Regions from separate parts of the Pan troglodytes genome. Here region 1 is linked to region 2. A link is a contact called in public Hi-C data. All regions are on one chromosome and are shown on one strand. The core of a region is the stretch at or near the end of the contact, and the rest is flanking DNA. Distances in the headings are between cores, read along the strand shown. Region 1 holds the start of LOC100614109. Region 2 has its middle 19 kb from the start of CHST1.

Region 1 (3,140 bases), core at 472-2,971, 85 kb before region 2:
AATAATGCCAAGCCCCTCAGTTAAAAAAAAAAAAAAACTGTCAAGAATTGCAGTTTCCTTGAGTTGGAGGAACTAAGTGAGCTGTTAACTGAGGACTGTAAACTTGCTACATGGCGACGTTGCTTTGGTTATTAAATAGAGATACCTGCTTTCTATATGCATGCACTGTTGTTTACATGCCTCTGAATTTCTAATTTCTGCAGGAGATTCTGGTGACTAGTGTGCCATTTTCTCAATGTTCACAGTTATTATAACTTTAAATATTTTACCCATATCCTGTAACAATGTCATCCAAGTGTTCTTTAAGTGGTGGTGCTGAAAAACGCACCTGAAAATCGATAACATTGGAAAGGAAGTGAGATGTGATAAAACGTTATGAAGAAGGCCAAACCACCGGCAGGAAATGCTGCACTGTTAATTTAGCAGAGAGTGCGTTATGAAATATTAGCGATAATGCCAGGGAAATAAAAAGCAGCATTAAGGCAAAAATATGCCACAATTGGAGTAATGTATGCAACCCATCCTTTCTACTTTGCATTCATTTCTCTGGCAAAATTAGTCAGAAATTATGCACGCTTTGAATTATGCAAGGTGTTCAGGACCACATGCTTTGCATAAAACGCTACTGCCCTGAGGTTCTCAGTGGGTGGAAGAATGAGTGACCATATTCTAGGGTTATCTTAGGCCAGGCCGTTGTACCCTCCTGTCCTAGGTGGGGATGCAGTGACCTCATCTGTAAAATGGGACCGTTGGACTGGCTTGTCTTTCTTTCCTTATTAGACTATGTCGAGACAGGCACCATTATATTTCTGACCCAAAAGTGTCTTTTGCTGGACGGATCCCACAGCTGATACCAAACTTGTCTTTATTAACTGTGAGGCTGGCCATTCAAACACCAGGTGCCAGAGAGGGTCCCTCACTCATCGGAGTCCAGGTGGGATGAATCCTCGGAGGCAAGGTCCCTCCACCTTCACCCTAGAGTCACACAGAGACTTGCCCTGGCAGCTGGTGACAGGTGGGTGGGAGAAGAAAAGGCCCCTGGGGAGCAGGAGAAAGCCAGGTGCCATGGGGACCCAGCGCCGCTGGAGGGCAGCACCAGCACACAGCTGAGGCCGCCTCTCCCGGAGCCCGGAGGGAGCTGGGTTCCGGTCGCCAGCGGTGCCCGGGTGAGCAGTTCACCCTCACGTCCCTGCTCTTACGAAGTTCCCATTCTTCTGGAGAAGACAAAATAAACGTGAACAAATGAACAAGTGTGCATGGTCATGCAGCAAGTGTTGGTACAAACAAGATAGTGGTGGGGGTGGGGACACCGTTAAATAGGGGCCAGGGAGGCCTAACCCGGGAGGGGATAGCTGAGATGCCACTTGAGTGGGGAAAACAGCCCGAGATCTGAAGGTTTCATGGAGAGGGGAAGGGGCCCCTAGAGGAGTCGGGAAAGCCTGGGTCAGGGAAGACGAGAAAACTGAGGAACAGAGAAGCCAGGTAACTTACCCAGGGTCATAGAGCCGGTGAGCTGGGGACAGCGCCTGTCAACGCCCGAGAGCCTTCCACGGCACTGGTTTCTCCGACCTTCCTCTCTAAACAGGACCGTGACAGTGACAGGTTCTGCCCCACTCCCCATTTCTGACCGCAATCTCCATAAGGAAACAGGGCAGGGATCACTGGCTGTGAGCCCAGCAAGTCCCCTCCCGTGGCTTTCTCAGTTATTAAATGGAAGGGTGGGTCCCCCCATAACTCCGAAGCTCCTCTCTCTAAGCGTCCGCGGGCCGGGAACGCCTGAATTCTGGCTCCCGAGCACCTTCTTGTGGACAGTTTTGGAATCACACGCTCAGCGAGAAACGGTCGTGGGAAAATGGTCTGTGCTAATTTCGGAGAGGCCAGTGGATTGGAAGGTATCACTGAGGGTGGGTGCACGTGTGTGTATGTGTGCGCGCGCACGTGCATGCGTGCATGCATCTGTGTGCCTGTGTGTGTTGGTCTGTGTGTGAATGTACCTCTGTGCGTATCTGTGTGTATGGTTGTGTGTGAGCATATACTGCTTGAGCCCGTGTGTGTGTGAGTGTGTGTGTGCACTAATGTTTGTTTATATGGGCACAGGCACACACATGTCCATGTCCATGTGTGTGTACCTGCATCTGTATTTTTTCGTCTGGTGTGTGGGCTTGTTTTTGTGTGCCTGCATGCATGTGCCCATGTGCGTGTGTGTTTTGGGAACTGGGACACAGAGGATGATATGAGAAGTCCCCAGTCTTTCTCACAAAGGCCTAACCACTCTCCCTGAAGCCAGCTTTCTCCCCTACTTGCTTCTGTCTGCACCATCACCTGAGTTCTCTCACCTGAACTTTCCACCGACATTTTTTGATGATTTTTCTGTTTTGTGTCCGTAGAGGCTCATTTGAATGTTACAGATCATAGCTCAAGAAATGATTCTCAGGCCGGGCATGGTGGCTCATGCCTGTAATCCCAGCACTTTGGGAGGCTGAGGCAGGTGGATCATCTGAGGTCAAGAGTTCAAGACCAGCCTGGCTAACATGGTGAAACCCCATTTCTACTAATAATAACAAATTAGCCAGGTGTGGTGGCGTGTGCCTGTAATCCCAGCTACTCGGGAGGCTGAGGCAGGAGAATCACTGGAACCGGTGAGGCAGAGGTTGCAGTGAGCCGAGATCCCTGGGTGACACAGCGAGACTCCGTCTAAAAAAAAAGAAAGAAAGAAAGATGTGATTCTCCTCTAGTCTACTCACCCAAATCATGAGTTTCACTTCTCAGGTAGGCTGATCACCCACTGTCCTGTTGAGACCTGGGGACTTGTACAAAGTCGTACCCTGGAGGGTTGAGCAGAAAACCAGGCACATAGTAACTAAGACAATGGAGCGTTAGCAAAGCACTCCACACATCCCGTTCACATGTGTGTCTTACTTGACTCACAGACTGATCTTTCGCCCTTTTTTTTTTTCCTTTTTGTGGTGAACAGGGTCTTGCTATATTGCCCAGGCAGGTCTCAAACTACCGGCTGATCTTTCAAGCCTAGGCAAGGTGAGGCTAATTATTCCCATTTTACAGATGAAGACACTGAGGCTCAGAGAGGGAAATAATGAAAATAGTACTGCAGGAACCATCTAACCAATATGCAAACTCTC
Region 2 (3,568 bases), core at 539-3,038:
TAAGCAGAAGCTGTCCTTGTCTGCAGCCAGCTTTTTTGTTTTGTTGTTGAGAATTTGTAAAAATCGTGTTTGAAGTTTTCCAGTGGAATGGAATGTCTGGTAGTTAGGTGATGTCTGTCTGCAGTGGGAAGCCTGAACCCAAGGCTCAGCACCTTGGTGTTCTTCTGCTGTGTTAGTTGTTGACAGTGCCTGGTAAGGGCTTTTGGGTGTCGAAGGCTGTCTTTGTCTAGATATCAAAACACCAGAACACCCAACCTCCAGGCTTTCAGGTGGCACAGAAGCTGCTTAAGTGGAGCCTAGCAGAGGTGATGACACAATAGTCTCAGATGTCTGTACTGTTACTGAGTCCAGGGTCCCGCTTCCAGGCAGCAAGGGCTTTAGCTGTACCTTGCTAAAACTTCTGTCTCTGTTAACGCCCTGTCCCCTACATGCCTGTAGTGGAACAAAGTTGGGATTGTTGACTCATTGCTATGAAAGAGACACACTTCCTGGGAAATGTGGCGCATCTTGACATGCTTTTTCTTTCTCATAGGTCCTCCTTGACTGCATTGGAAGCTCTGTGGGGGCTGAGCCTATGTCTAGTGCTCCTCGTTGAGTTTAGTGTTGCACCTAATTTAGAGTGGGTGGCAGAGGAACTCAGTGAGTGCCCTTGAAATGATCAGCTGGACAAGGCCTGGAGGGATAGTAACCTTTTAAAGTGGGACTGGTTTCCTAGGAGAGCCAAGGCACATGTCACTCCTTTCTCTAGAGGCCAAAGAGGCCGAAGGAAAAAGGCATAGGAAGACATGAACACAGACTCGTCTATAGGAAAAATGAGGCTGAGGACTCCAGAGAGAGCAAATCCCAAACTAGAACCCTCCTTCCTGTGGTTTTCTAAGAATGGGAAGTTGAACTCCTATACCTGGACTGAGTTGGGGACATGCAACTACATGGGGTGGGAGCTCCTAGAGATGCAGCGAAGGCCCTGAGAAGGAAGGAGAGTCATAGTGCTGCCTTTTCCTGAGCAATTGATGTTATATAAAGAATCATTACAGTTCTCTCACCTGTGTTTCTTGCTCCCCCCTCCCCCCATCTTCCTTTTCTTCCATTAGGGGTGGGCTGGAGACAGGGTGGGAGCAAGGAGGAGAATGGTTAGGCAGGGGAATGAGGCATGGGGCAGGGAGAGGGGTCTCGGGCTAGTGGGAGAGGGCCTCGGCCAATAACCCTGCAAGATCCCTGAACCTGTACTGATCCTCCCTCACCTTCCAAAGATCCAGGCAAGCAGTCCCTTGGCCTGAGAGGACTACATTCCCCCAACCCTGGAAGACACTCACCAGGCCCGCGGGCTCCATTCTCTCCCCAGGCAATAGTCTCTCTCCTCTCCGACTCTCCCTCCAAATCCATCTTCATTATTAACTATAAACGTCAGAATCAGAGCCCTTGGAAGGCTGTGCCTAGATAAATAATGCTTTTCATATTTAATTTACGAGTAGTTCTGCAGCCTCTTTGGGGTGTGCTGGGTTAATTAAGAGCTGAATTAGAAGAAGCCGCTTTTCCCCAAGGAGACTCAATTAAAGTCTTCCTGACAAAAAAAGGAAAAGGAAAAGGTGGTCGAAGAAGGAGGTCCATTGGGGAAAGTGTCCCTTCATTATGACCTTTAACTAGGGCTGGCTGGAGGGGAGCTCAGGGTGCTGTAGTTTAGCTTTTCCGTCCCTTTTTGTTTGGAGCGTCCCCCAGTCTCTGAGTCAGGCAGTTCAAGTTAGTGGGAGGTGCAGGATACTGACTGTGATGAGCCAGGGCAGCTTTTCTGGCTGGCAAGGGGTTAACGCTTTCCGCCTCTCACCCCTGTAGCTTGGAAACTAGTCCGGAGCTGCTGGGAGTGGGATGTGGTTCTGGGGAGATGATGCCAGCCTCAGGCCAGGCTCGTGGCTCTGAAATTCCAACCCCCATTCCAAGTGCTTCTATCCCCAAACTCAGCCCCCTTTGCTGGGGCTGAGCAGGTGAGGGCTTCTTGGCTTGTGTATCCTGAGCATTTCATGGGCAGTCAATGAAATTTACCTTCCCATGGGAGAGATTTTTCTCTTCCTCTGCCCTCCACTGGGAAGGCTGGGGCCCTGCTGCCAGGAGAGGCTGCTGTGGCAAGGGGTAGGGGGAGAAGGCTCTGCCCTGTTGGGGCTGCATCCCCTCCTCTTTTTCTTCCACCCCCCAACCCACACACACTTCAGGAGATCAGACTGCAGAACTTGAACAATGTGGTCTGCCCCTCCTGTTTATAGCTGAGGAGGCCAAGATCCTAAAGGGGGAAAGCAACATGGCCAAGGTCCTAGAGTGAGTTGGTTCAGAGATGGGGCCAGAATTCTAGGCTGCTGCCACCAACACACTCAAATGTGCATGCGTGTACAAACACATACATCTCCAATCCAACAGCCCCCATATGCTCCTGTGGGGAGAGACGCACCCACTGCATCACAAGCTGACTCTCTGTTCCTTGTTCATGCTCACCCATAAGGCAAGAGCTTCTCCACACCCTGGAGACCCTGTTGCATACGTTGTTGTCACACAGAGTCTGTACATTTGCAGAGTGATAGATTCTGTCAGCACCTGCTATGTCCCCAGACAGAATCACTAAGTGCCAGACGATCTCAGGTTGTCTCCTGACCTCATTGCCATATGCTTACCCTCCTCACATAAGCCTAGGGCTGGGAAGCAATATCTCTGCTGAACATGAATGTGCGCATGTATACACACACACACACACACACACACACACACACACACAGCACAAGGCTCAAGTACTCAAGTCCAGACTGCTCTTTTGTTGTACAGAAAGGATACAGCACTCTTTATGACTGTCCCTCAGCATCCCAAGCAGTAATTGTAGACTGCACCAAGTCTACAATGAACTTTCTTACTCTTGTGAAAAATAGCGAAAGTGACATGCATGGTGTCAGAGGGAAGCCCTCAGCGGAAGCAGGTGCAGGATGTCCCTCTAATCCGTGGGACTCTCGAGAGGGGGCTGCTTGCTCCCTCATCCATCAAACTAGACTTTATGACATCCTGTACTTTGAGGACCTGTTTCCCTCAAGGGGATCCTATAGCAACCCAGGCTGAAACCTGGCCTCTCCCTCTTTACCCTTGGTCACCTCTGCATCCTGTAGGAAGGGGCTGAGGCCTAAGTAGATGGGGCAGAAACTCTTGTGGGGAAGGAAGCTTTTCCAATTCTCTTTCTGCATGGACCGTTTCTGATTTTTGGCTCATCTCTAGTTTCATAGCCAAATTCATGCCTGTGGACAGATTTGGCTACTTTGGCTAGCCCCATGGAGCTTCTCCTGGAGCAGTTTTGTCCTTTCCCTTTGACACCTTTCAGATATTCACCTGGACAGATCCCCTGGGGGGATGGGCTGCCCAAAGCAGTGTGGGGGCCTTCAGTTCTGACTTTAGGGCTGGGTGGGCCTTGGGGGTCATCTTGCCCAACCTCCTCATGCACGGAAGAAAAGGAGAGACTTGGCTGATGCCACACAGCAGGTCCAGGGCAGACCAGACTCAGACCCAGGGCCCTAGGCACCATCAGCATCTTCTTTCTGTCACT

The links. Hi-C and Micro-C count contacts between places; a contact is called where the count stands out from the background.
Region 1: a contact with region 2 is called in a Hi-C map of induced pluripotent stem cells, with 1.7 times the contacts expected there. The contact joins the promoter of LOC100614109 here to the enhancer-like site in region 2. A contact is called at or near these places in 2 of 7 Hi-C or Micro-C datasets (both in induced pluripotent stem cells).

Annotation. Positions count from the first base shown.
Region 1 is chr9:49,779,437-49,782,576 of NHGRI_mPanTro3-v2.0_pri, reverse strand. It overlaps LOC100614109, which reads right to left and starts at 1,721. Exons shown (of 2, transcript XM_003313000.5): 1 at 1,492-1,721; 2 at 849-1,214. The coding sequence starts at 1,621. The coding sequence ends at 982.
Region 2 is chr9:49,693,926-49,697,493 of NHGRI_mPanTro3-v2.0_pri, reverse strand. No RefSeq gene overlaps it. Among named protein-coding and RNA genes, the nearest start is that of CHST1, 19 kb to the right of the region's middle. Within about 2 kb of position 1,788, at least 1 of the 24 cell types and tissues checked has an H3K27ac peak or open chromatin away from gene starts, as enhancers often do. A contact at or near this core is called in induced pluripotent stem cells, where this site is marked.